Regions from separate parts of the Mus musculus genome. Here region 2 is linked to region 1. Evidence: chromatin contacts called from public Hi-C data. All regions are on one chromosome and are shown on one strand. The core of a region is the stretch at or near the end of the contact, and the rest is flanking DNA. Distances in the headings are between cores, read along the strand shown. Region 1 overlaps Mtr (5-methyltetrahydrofolate-homocysteine methyltransferase). Region 2 holds the start of Mtr (5-methyltetrahydrofolate-homocysteine methyltransferase).

Evidence for each region. A called contact is a pair of places that touch in the nucleus more often than the background predicts.
Region 2: a contact with region 1 is called in a Hi-C map of 8-cell embryo, with 2.1 times the contacts expected there. The contact joins the promoter of Mtr here to the enhancer-like site in region 1. A contact is called at or near these places in 12 of 39 promoter capture datasets (the 3T3-L1 cell line, 3T3-L1-derived adipocytes, the HPC-7 cell line and 8 more), 2 of 15 datasets of contacts at CTCF or cohesin (the G1E-ER4 cell line and pro-B cells), 58 of 484 Hi-C or Micro-C datasets (8-cell embryo, B cells, the BV-2 cell line and 41 more), 19 of 115 datasets of contacts at active chromatin or transcription factors (the 230-238 cell line, the NIH/3T3 cell line, the SCID.adh cell line and 10 more) and 3 of 9 other capture datasets (adipose tissue, liver and pancreatic islet).

What each region holds. Positions count from the first base shown.
Region 1 is chr13:12,208,671-12,214,641 of GRCm38.p6, reverse strand. Mtr (5-methyltetrahydrofolate-homocysteine methyltransferase) reads left to right here. Exons shown (of 33, transcript NM_001081128.3): 21 at 1,864-1,971; 22 at 2,154-2,254. Among named protein-coding and RNA genes, the nearest start is that of Gm10336, 25 kb to the right of the region's middle. Within about 2 kb of position 3,346, at least 14 of the 459 cell types and tissues checked have an H3K27ac peak or open chromatin away from gene starts, as enhancers often do. A contact at or near this core is called in 8-cell embryo, heart atrium, morula and 1 more, where this site is marked.
Region 2 is chr13:12,254,590-12,260,253 of GRCm38.p6, reverse strand. It overlaps Mtr (5-methyltetrahydrofolate-homocysteine methyltransferase), which reads left to right and starts at 2,141. Exons shown (of 33, transcript NM_001081128.3): 1 at 2,141-2,392.

The DNA of each region.
Region 1 (5,971 bases), core at 2,097-4,596:
TTTTTGTCCTCAGCTTCTTCATATGGTTTAATAAGAATTGCTGATTGGTAGATGCGCATTTTGAGGATTTAAAGTAGATGTGACTGATTTTTATATAAATGTTCAGAATTGTGATTCTTTTAAGATTCTTATAAGATTACTTTTAAAGATTGGTAATAAAATGAATTTATCATTTCTTTGTAACTGCAAATTGCTGCCTGTCAGTAAGAGAAACGGGCTGAGAAAACTACATTGCTAGCTCACACTCTGTTAATCTATAGCAAGTTACTCAGTTACAAATGTATGTGAGTTCCTGAAAATCATTTGTTTTCTTTATCTGTAGTTCGTAACGTGATTTCTTGTAAAGGTATTGGGGAACATATTGGTTTTTTTAGTCATTTACTAGAAAAAACTAATTTGTAATCACATTATGATTTTATACCACTTGAAAGATTTTGCTGGGATATATAAGCCATGAGGGAAAGAATAAACTTGTTGGAACTTTGTTTGTAAACGTGTATATGTGTAAAGTTTTTGTGAGACTATGTTGGATCTTTGTTCCATCCATCAAATCTGTGTGTATTTATATTTGTAAAGCTTGTCTGGGTGTGCTGGTAGTTGCTGCATCCACCAGTTGTGTGTGTATGTTACGTATGTGTGACATGCTTGGAGCCTGCTTGCTGGAGCTTTGCTTCATCTAATCTATTTGTGAATATGTATATGTCAGTCTGTATGCATGCATGTATGTATGCATGTATGTATTTGTAGGTCTTGGAGTCTGCCTTTTGCTTCACTTACTCAGTGTGTATATGTGTGTATGCGTTTTCTCCTTTTCTTTTCTTTCTCGATGGCCCCAACAAAGTTAGAGAGTTCAGAGTTTTTCAGTGGCCACAGGAAGTGCCAGCCCAGTAAATTAAGCTCTGTTCCCTCAGAGAAAAGTCTGCTGAGTAATTTCTCTCATCACTGGCTGCCATTTTCAGCAACCCCCATCAGTATCTGGACTGCCTGTCAGCTGTTCTCAGCACTGACCTCCATCTGCTGCCTGCCTCATTTTACCCCCTGGATGTCAGAGCTGGCCATTGGCACCATATCACCTCTTACCTTAGTGCCCACCTAAGATAAATGCAATGTTAGTACTGATATGTGGCTTGACAAGCCAGTGGTCGTCTTTAAGAATGCATATTTTGAAACTCTGTCACTCTTTTAAGTACTGGGACTTTAAATAGTCTCTCTTATGTACGGGCAGAATTCTTTATTATAACAAGTACTTAAAACTGTCATTTAGTGAATTCTTGTTGAGCATCTGGGCTAGGGGCTCTGAAGTAAACCACTAAAAGGCCTCTTTGTAAAGAACAGTTTTTTTTTTTGTTTTTGTTTTTGTTTTCTCGAGACAGGGTTTCTCTGTGTAGCCCTGGCTGACCTGGAACTCACTTTGTAGACCAGGCTGGCCTCGAACTCAGAAATCCGCCTGCCTCTGCCTCCCGAGTGCTGGGATTAAAGGCGTGCGCAACCACGCCCGGCTGTAAAGCACAGTTTTCAGTGAGTTAAAAATCCTCAGAATTTATAGAATGCCGGGATGAATTGTATTGAAGTATGAAACTTAGAAGATGAATAGAATTCAGAGATGGTAAAAGGATGTTAGGCAGAAAAAACAACAATCTACCAAGCAGAAATTCAGAAACAGAAATTATAACCTTTGGTTTCTGTTTGGTTTTCCTCTGCTGCTGTCATTTATTGTCACTCCCTACCTTATCCTTATCCTGCTCACTCTAGAAATCTGGGAAGGTCAAATCAGACATTCTTAAGTTGTCCTGAAGCTTCATGGGTCAGCATCGGCAGCCATGTGATAGTTTGCTAATGATGCCCAACTCTGCTTTTTCCCAGGTTATAAAGTCAGCCCGTGTCATGAAGAAGGCTGTTGGCCACCTTATCCCTTTCATGGAAAAAGAAAGAGAAGAAGCCAGATTGATTAATGGTTCGGTTGAAGAAGAGGCAAGTCATTTAGTCCAGGCCTGGAAAGCTTGTTTTTCTGAGGTTGGGAACCTCATCAGTAAAGCGTTGATGTAAGGCGTCACCAGGGACGACCGTCTGGGTCTCAGGAGCCACCCAGGCGCTGGCCGGGGAAATTCCCTGGTGACCCCTTATGTATGCTCACTGCTTGCCTCACGTTGCAGGACCCTTACCAAGGCACCATTGTGCTGGCCACTGTTAAAGGGGACGTGCATGACATCGGCAAGAACATAGTTGGCGTGGTGCTGGCCTGTAACAATTTCAGGTAAGCGGGGATCGGCTTCTTCCAGTTCCTTCATGGCCTTTTACTGGCTGAAAGGGCTGGGGTAAGGGATGCCCATGGATGAAGTGGGTTTTGGTGTTTTGTTTTGTTTTGTTTTGTTTTGTTTTGTTTTGTTTTTAGGTTCATAATTATGTGTCTCTTACGTATGTGTTAAAGGACATAGAGAATGGGAAGTAATCTCTAGGGGTCAGGCAGCCAGGAGCCTTCTTGAGAATCTGTGGTGGACATAGTCTCTAAGGCTCCTCCGGCTTCTCATGGCTCACATGTACCCTTTCCCACCCAACGAACTGCTGGGGTCTAGACTGGGTTCTTAGGGGAGTTGGTACCATGGACTCTGTAGGAAAGCTTTGTCGTCGCTAGTCTCGCTGCTGTGTCTCTTGGTGATTGTACTAGGGTTCTCTGAGCGGCAGAACTGGCAGAGCTAATGTATGTGTAGTAGTGGGTTTATTCGCGAGGCTAACAGGCTGTGGTGCAAGTAGTGCAGCAGTGATTTCCTGACAGGAAGGCCAGGATCCAGGAGTCAGTGAGTGAGACTGGATGTAAGGAAGGTCTTTAGGACGGTCCAGCCAGGTCACAGCCCACTGTGGAATCCTAAAGAAGTAGAGCGAGGGAACGTTTACAGACAGCAAACGCTTCCTTCTTCTGTGTCCTTCTGTGTGGGCTGCCACTAAGAAAGGGTGGCCAGATTGACCTCAGGTGATCTAGCCAATAAGAATCTCTCACAACCATTCCCAGCTACTTGGGTTTAGACACGTCCAAGTGTAGTCAAGTTGACAACCACGGTTAGCCATCACAGTGATGTTAAAGTAGCAGTTGGAATGATATATGCAGGTATAACCCCCTTTTGATAACTCAACAAAAGAATAAATATTCGTAACAAAGTTATTTCCAGATAAGCTAATGGCTTATATTAAGTTTACAGTTTCCCTGATTCACAATATGTTTCAATGAAAAAGCCACTAAAGCCTGCCCTGGTCCCAGTGTCCTGTCAGCAGTCCTTTGGAGTCATGACTGCTTTCCACTGTGCCTTCTCTCTCTCTGGCAGAGGAGCCCACTGGTGCTCTGGCTCTCATGTTCTGTCTGCTGCTGCCAGCCAGCAGTGAGCCTTCTCAGCCTCTCTCCTCTCACCACTTGACCTGTCCCTGCCTGGAACGCTGGTTGATTCCACTCAGGAATGCAGAGCTGGTTGTACCCAGAGGGCAGCTTTTCCCACGGCCAGTCTTCTACCTTTCCTTCCAGCCTTTGTCTTGAAGGCAGCTTTCTTTCCTAGCCTTGACAATCAGGGCTGCAGTTCCCTCCACCTACTTACTTTACTATTCGTTAGAGTGAAATACCAGCCTCTGTTCTTTGGGGGTCACTTACTTGCCAATATTATTTTGACCTGCATCAACTTTAAATGTACTGACTCATTAATATTCAGATTTTCCATTGAGAAGTAAGTTAGAATATTAAGACTGATTTTTGATCAGATAATTGCATGACAGTTGATTTTAGATATACTGTCTCAACTATGAAAAGACAGTTATGTACTTTCCCCATTTAACACGAGTTATATAAGAAAATTCGCCTATCAGATTTCCAGGAATTAATGTAAAAATGGGCTAGATGTGATGGCTCATGTATTTAACCCCATAGGTTTAAACCCCACTTAGTGCAGATGTGGGTAGATTAACATAGTAAGTTCCAGGCCAGCCTGGGCAAGCAACGAGCAGAAGCTTCCTTCTTTCGTGTCCTTTCCTGTAGGCTGCCACCAGAAAGTATGGCCCAGATTTAGGATGGGGTGGAGGGAGAAAAAGGGGGAGCAACAGTAATAGGCCCTGTGAGTACTACTCAACCTCAAGTGGAAGAAGGGGAAAAAAAAAAAAAAGACTCACAGCTGGGTGCTGGGCTAGTAGGATGCTGCCATCTAGTGGTAGGATATGTGAATTGCAGGGACAGCAGTCTGGAAGAGATAGCATTTGTACCCTTCCTTTTCCTTTTCCTGTCTCCACCTCTTTCTCCTATTTTTAGTTAACAAGGAATATATATTCCTAAGTTACATGTTTATAAAGCGTATTATGACATCGAAACACATGTGTACAACGTATACTGATCGAGCATTGTCGCCTTATGTATCCTTACTGAAGTGGGGGACTCACTGTTCTGGTTCTTCATAATGCACACTAGGTTGTGCACAGAGGCACCTGCCCCGCTGTGGAGCGTGAGAGCGTTTCTCCTGCATCCAGCTTTTTATTCCCCTCCTCCTCCTCACCCTGTTTACCTCTGTTAATTACTATTCAACTTTCTCATACTTCAGGGTCAACTTTCTTCACTTGAGAGAAAGATTGTATTTCTGTGTCTGGATTGTTTTACTTAACATAATGACCACCAGCTCCATTTGTTTTCCTGCAAATGAGAGAGTTCATTCTTTCTATGGCCAAGTAGTATTTTATTCCATGTGACTATGTATTTTCTTCACTTATTTATCCACTGATGGAGGCTTAAGTTACCCTGAGTATATGCACAATTTTACTTTTCTTTGTGATTTCTTCTGAAGAGGAAAATAACTAGTTTTGTCTCTTTATTTTCTAAATTCTTTGTAATCTAAAATAGTACTGGATACTATTAGTAACTCATGTTTTGTAACATTTTTTTCTGAGTTTGAATCAGATACAATGCATACCTAAAGCTCTCTTTTTCTCCCCCTTTCTTTTACACTTTTGAAACAGTGCGTATATGTGTTTTCATACGCGAGTGCTGTGGAAGTCAGGCGACAACTTGCTCAGGAGCTGGTTATGCCCACCATTCAAGTGCCAGGGATCCAACTCAGGATGTCAGGCTAGGTGGCAAATACCTTTCCCCACAGAGCCATCTTAGCAGCTATTAGAGCTCTATTCTAAACGCTTAGGAAGCACATTGTAAGATTAACAACTTTCTTCCCCCCTCTTCACTTTTTTTTTTCCACATAGGGTCTTACTGTGTAGTCCAGGGTGGCCTTGAACTTGAGACATGGGGTATCCACCACTTACAGTGAGCAAGAGGTAGTGAAGGATGTGGTGAGTGGGAGGGCACAAGGAGACGTTAGAGAGATTGGGTGGTAGGGGGATGGACACTTGAGGATTTTCAGCCAGTCATAACCCTGAGCCGTCATGACTTAGGATCTGCCTTGGTTTCTCTTCCCTATAGCTAGCTGGTAATACTAATTTTTTTTTTTCCAAAATGTAGCTCCAGTGTCCCCTGAGATACTTCTAGTTGTTTGGTCTTAATGGTCTCTGTCGCACACTGTAAGTGCCTCAACTGTACCACTTGTCATGCAGGGCTCTAACTCCGAGCTTCTGTTTCTCAAGTATGCCATGACATTTATCTGTATGCCCTTGAAGATGCTGTGGGGCAGCCTTGGTGCTAGATTGGTACTCAAGACTGGAATTGTCTGCCTTTGTGAGGTCCTAAACTTACAATGTGTAGAAAATTATAAATATTTCAGTCACTTCCCAGCAAGGCTTGTTGAAAGAAAGCAGGTTAAGAAGTTGCAGGTTGCGGTTGCTTCCCAGCCCCCTTGCTCACTGTCCCCAGTCTGTCTCACTGGCCACTGCTTGTCACTCTTTTGGTTCCTTCTTTCCTGAGCATCCTCAAACACAGGAAGCCCTCCGGGCTCAGCCCCTGGGCATTTCTTCTGCCTAGAATGGTGCTTCTTAACCTTTCCTGTGCCTTCTCAGTGGG
Region 2 (5,664 bases), core at 892-3,391, 47 kb before region 1:
CCTGTGCAACCTCCTGGGAATCCAGTATATCCTCAGACCTTACATCTTCCTCAGGCTCCACCCTATACTGATGCTCCACCTGCATATTCAGAGCTCTATCGTCCAAGCTTTGTTCATCCAGGGGCTGCCACAGTCCCCACCATGTCAGCTGCATTTCCTGGCGCCTCATTGTATCTGCCTATGGCCCAGTCTGTGGCTGTTGGGCCTCTAGGTTCCACAATACCCATGGCTTATTATGCAGTTGGTCCCAACTATTCACCTGGCTCAGCAGTGTTGGTGGAAGGAGGGCATGATGCAGGTGCCAGATTTGGAGCTGGTGCCACCGCTGGCAACATTCCTCCTCCACCTCCTGGATGCCCTCCCAACACTGCTCAGCTCGCAGTCATGCAGGGAGCAAATGTCCCTGTAACTCAGCTCAAGGGAAACTTCTTCATGGGTGGTGTGATGGTTTGTATAACTTGGACCAGGGAGTGGCACCATCTGAAGGTGTGGCCTTCTTGGAATAGGTGTGACCTGCTTGGAATGGGTGTGTCACTGTGGGTGTGGGTATAAGATCCTCACCCTAGTTGCCTGGAAGTCAGTCTTCCACTAGCAGCCTTTGGATGAAGACATAGAACTCTCAGCTCCTCCTGCCCCATGCCTGCCTGCATACTGCCATGCTCCCACTTTGATGATAATGGACTGAACCTCTGAACCTGTAAGCCAGGCCCAGTTAAATGTTGTTTTTTATAAGACTTGCCTTGGTCATGGTGTCTGTTCACAGCAGTAAAACCCTAACTAAGACAGGTGGCTACACCATGTGGTGAGGAACCATGGTCACTCCTGTGCCAGGGAAGACATCTCATACCTTCAGCACTTCTCACAATGTAACTGCTTTAGTCATATTCACCTGAAGTTGCAGTTTAGACACATGTTTTTGGGGTGTCTTTCTGGTGTCAAAACTTTTGAGGCACTTTTCAAATTTAATAAGGAACCATGTAAGGGTAGCAGCCCCTCCCTAAAGCATTCTGAGGTAGGGGGTATCCATTCTTCAAATGAATGTGAGTGAAGCAGCCCAAGGTGCTTCCTTAATTCCTCTGGAGTGATGCTGTGCCATGCTGGTCTTTGCTTCTAGTAATAAAACATCAAATTAGGTTTGGAGGGAACTTTGATCTTCCTAAGGGAAAAAAATGTTATGTTTTATTTGTGTATTTCCTCTGACTAAAAAAAATATACCCTTCCTTTAAGACCCAACTACTTTGTTTGTTTGTGTGTGTGTGCGTGTGTGCATTGTATGCATGTCTGTGTGCTAAGATAAATGAGCTCCTGTATTGCAGAGCCCAAAGGAGACCATCTGTATTCTCCTTTCTCACTATCCACCTTATTTCTTTAGCCAGGATTGTTTTCTGAACCTGTAGCTCACTGGCTTTTCATTCAGACTGGCAGCTAGCAAAACCCAGGAATCTTCCCGTCTCTGCCCCAGATACTTATTTGCCTTAGAATACCATAAACCCTTTGGGATGTTTCCTACTTTCTTCTTTCCATGTTTAATTATTTGTGCAAGTTCTTACTGGCCCACTTGTGCTATCCAAGTGTGTATCTCAACTTGAGTGTTTTACTCAGTAAATGTTTAGTATCAGTGTGGCCATTAGCATCTATAGTGCCTCATAATTTCCATAGTGTACTCACGGGTTCTTTTTTTAACCCCTGTTGCAAGCCTATAAATTAATAGTCACTTTCATTCTAGTCTTTCTTTTCTGTGGATGAGGGAGACAAGATATTTAGTGTCTGCAAAACTAAGCTACAATTAATTTTCTGACTTCAGATTCCTGGCCCTTGATACTCCACCACTGATGAGAGCCAATACTATAGTATGAATTTTTCGACTAGAACTTGGAGAGGTCTTTGGGAACCATTTCCAGAACTCAGGGAAGAGACGCTCTGGTCTCCATAGGGACCCAGTACTCAGGACTACATCTCCCATAGGGCCACGGAGCAAAGCCTCCGGCGATTGGGTAACGACCAACAGCCTATACACGGCGGCGAGGAGCTGTTGAGGGCCAATCACATGCCGGGAAGGGGGCGGGCCCTCCTGCCGGAGGCTAGATTGAGCGGAGAGCTAACGGCGCAGTGGCGGCGGCGGCCGTCTCTACGTCGTCAATTCCTTTAGTCTGTCGCTGCGGCCTTGCTCTGTAGCGGGGAGCTCTGCGCTTGGGAGTTCCGTAAGAAGCGCGTGCCCGAGGCACGGTACCCGGAGGCCCGGTGTGTCGGCTCTGGAGCTTCGGGGATCTTGTCAGTTCGTCAGGCCAGAAAACGCTGGCTGGAGCCGCCCGCGGTGGAATTCTTTGGAGATCAAGCCTTCCCTGCTTGAGGAGGACTCTTGGCGGCGCGTCGCCTGCGCTGTTGTCACTCGGTAACTCCTCCATCCAGGTCTAGCGGTTCTGTGGGTGCCTCGGCTCTCCAGGAGTTTCTCCTTCGGAGACCCAGCCTGGAGTTCGGGGGGGACGCGGTCCTTGCTGGGTCTCTTTCTTCACTCACCCGCACACGCTCGGTCCGGTGGCGGAGCGACGAGCGCTGCCTTTAGCGCTGCAACTTCTAGCAACAACTTCCCGCGGGGCTCCTGGGAAGTTCTGCATGATATAACTGTATTCAGTAAATGTTTACGGAAAGCTGTCTGCCCGAGACGAGTTCAGATGCTGGGAGGCCGGTAAGGCAGCCTAGACAGTTGAACCACGTGGGGTTTTAATTTCCTTTTCTACTCTTTACTTTTGGAAACTCTGGCTTTAGCTTGACGGTTGCCTGACTGGACTCTCAGTACCCAGGAGTGGGGATGGAAGGCAGAATAGTAATCGCAAATTACTCGGATATTGGTGGCTCTGGCCTCCACAATGAGAAAAGACACAAAGGGAGTATAATTTCAGTTTTGAGTGTCTTAAAGATTTGGAGAGAGATTCCTATAAGACGTGTGAGTGAGGTAAGACGTAGAGTCGAGAGAATTAGTAATAAGGACATCAGGTTGTGCTTGCCCAGCGGACAGGAAGCTCTGGTTTAGTTAATCCCTAGCTCTGCATAAAGCTAGACTCGAAGGGGTTTACGTCTAAGGCTATTCTCTGGAACACAATGAGTTCTGGACCAGCCTCGGTAACATGAGATCCTGTTTCTTTTTAAGACAGAACAGTGAGTATGGTGTGGCATAGTGTGTAGCCCTAGGAGGAGGGTGAATATCTGACAAATAGGGCTGGTAGAATTGTTCTTGAAACCAGTGGGACATTGCCCGGCAGCACATTGCTGTTGCTATAAAAAAAGATCGCTCTTTTTCATAGAGTTACGGCATGGTTATTTAGTCTTTTAGGGCTTCAGGCTTCTTCCTTTCTTTTTAGAAAAAGAAGAGTAATTGAATATAGTTATTGCTGCAGAAAGCCTCTGAAAATTTAGAATAGATTAAATAGTGATCCCTTGCAGAAAATGAGAGAAAATGGTTGGCTATTTGCACCTGGCCCTGCTCTCTTCTCCACTTTCCTCCATGGGTGAACATCAAGTTCTAGGCTCCTTACCTGTAGCTTAGAAATAGTTCTGCCTCTCTCACCTATGTGTTGGTATTACAACCACGTTGCTTTAACATCCTAAAAAACCCTTAGCCACTGGTGTCCAGCTTTTGTTTTTTGTTTCTTTCTGTGTTATTTACTGTTATACTGTCAAGTCTCAAGGAAGAACTAAGATTACCGAACTTCAAGGTTGAACTGAAAGCTGGATATGTCCCAGGCTGTGGATATGGTTCAGTGGTGGAATGCTTGCCAAGAGTAAATCCCTCCAGCAGATGGTCAGGGAGAGGGTATAACCTCAGACCCTGTGTGTGAGAAAGTTTCTGCTGCAGCTTCTAGTGATCTCATGTTTCTCCCTTGCATGCTTTTATGAACTTAGCTAAGAGTGACTAATGGAAGAATGAATAAAAGGAGCCAGTGAATTGGTAGCAGCTCAGATCTCTTCTGGCCTTTAAAAATTAGTGGGAGAAAAAAATATTTCAAAAATGAGATAATATGTGAACAGATGCCTATAAAATGTAGCAAATCAGTTCAATCTAGAGATTAGAGGCCCCAGATGAAAGATGTGTCCTCCAAGGAGCTTGTGGAGCAGATTGTAAAGTAGCCAAAGCGGGAAACTGCTGAGAATGCATTGAGGTAGTTTGCTTGTAGTGCAAAAAAGAGAAGTATTTTTTATTCTACACCATTTTGTCCTGTGAAAGGGAAGTCCTTTTGTGACCCCTGTTAAGGCCATTCTCTCCAGAGGAGCTGTGTTCCTGACACTGTAGCATGTCACTTACAGGCCCATATTAGGAACTAATTGTCCTATAACTTGTTATTCTTTAAGTTGCTTGGTTTTCACTTGTTTGTTTGCAGTGCTGGGGTGCTAGGGAGTCTGCTGTAAGCCTTCGTACATGCTAGGCGAGTGATTTACCCTGAGCTGTAGCCCAGTCTTAGGTAGTTCTCGGCTACTACCTGACTTTATGTTCCTTTCAGCATCTGGTGGGTGCTGTCACCAGTTCTACATCTATTTATCCTTTGGAATATTTGCTGTGAAGACAAATGGTACCAAGTCAAGAGAAGGAAGAAAAGAAGAAGGAAAAACAAAACCTAAAACAACGAAATACCCGATTCTACAAAGCTGTAGGATCTACTCAAATTGGGGAAAATACAATTGCTTCATGGGCTTATTCACCAGGACGGGTCTCAGAACTCTTTTCTATGTAGCACTTATTTACATGCACACAGATATTAAACATAAAGCTGTTTCTAATCATCTACTGGGAGTTACTATGAAACCATGCCGCCTTTTATTCACCTTAAAAGATGTGTCAGAGAATCCGTTCTACATAGAGTAGTCGTCCCTTCTTTACTTTCCTGCTGAGATCAGACATAGAATCCGCTCTATTAAGTTGTAAAACACACAGAATATTCTAGACCTAATGAACTGAACACAGAAACTTTGAGGTGGGGCGCATTCTTTACAGAAGAATAAAGTTTCAGTGAATGCCCACACTATGCTAAGGGAAAGGACAGTCATTGGGAGGATTTGGTTTTTAAATTTTCCTTATTGTTTGAGGGGTGGCTCTGGTATGTTGGCTTGCACCTGTTGGCTAAAGTCTCAGGAGACCTGTTCTTTCTTCCTACCTTGGGGATGTGGCGACTCAGGCTCTCAGGTTTACACAGTAAGCACTTTTTCCTACAGAGCCTTCTCTTTGGCCCAAGGGGATTTACATTTAAGAGAAGGTTCTGATGGTAATTAGGAATGCTGGTCTTTAATGATAATTAAACGTAATAAAAGATAAACTCCTACTAGAAGAGTCAGTGGCCTCTTAAGATAAATTGTACTTACTTTTTAAGGATAATAAGCATATGGATGATGAAGGATTGTATTTTATTGTTGTTTTGAGGAAGGGGCTCATGTAGCCAAGGCTGGCCTCTGAACTCACTGTATAGATAAGAATAGCCTTGAAGTCCTGATCCTCCCACTTCTGACAGTGTTGAGATTACTGGAATGTACCACCATGCCCGGCTAGCAGTAGATTTTCAAGGACCTGTTGTGGAGTTCTGTCTTCAACTCCCACTCAATTATGATGTGTACTCTTTTATATATTTGTGTTTGCTACTCACGATTCTCTTGTTTCTGTAGACTCTTTCACATATA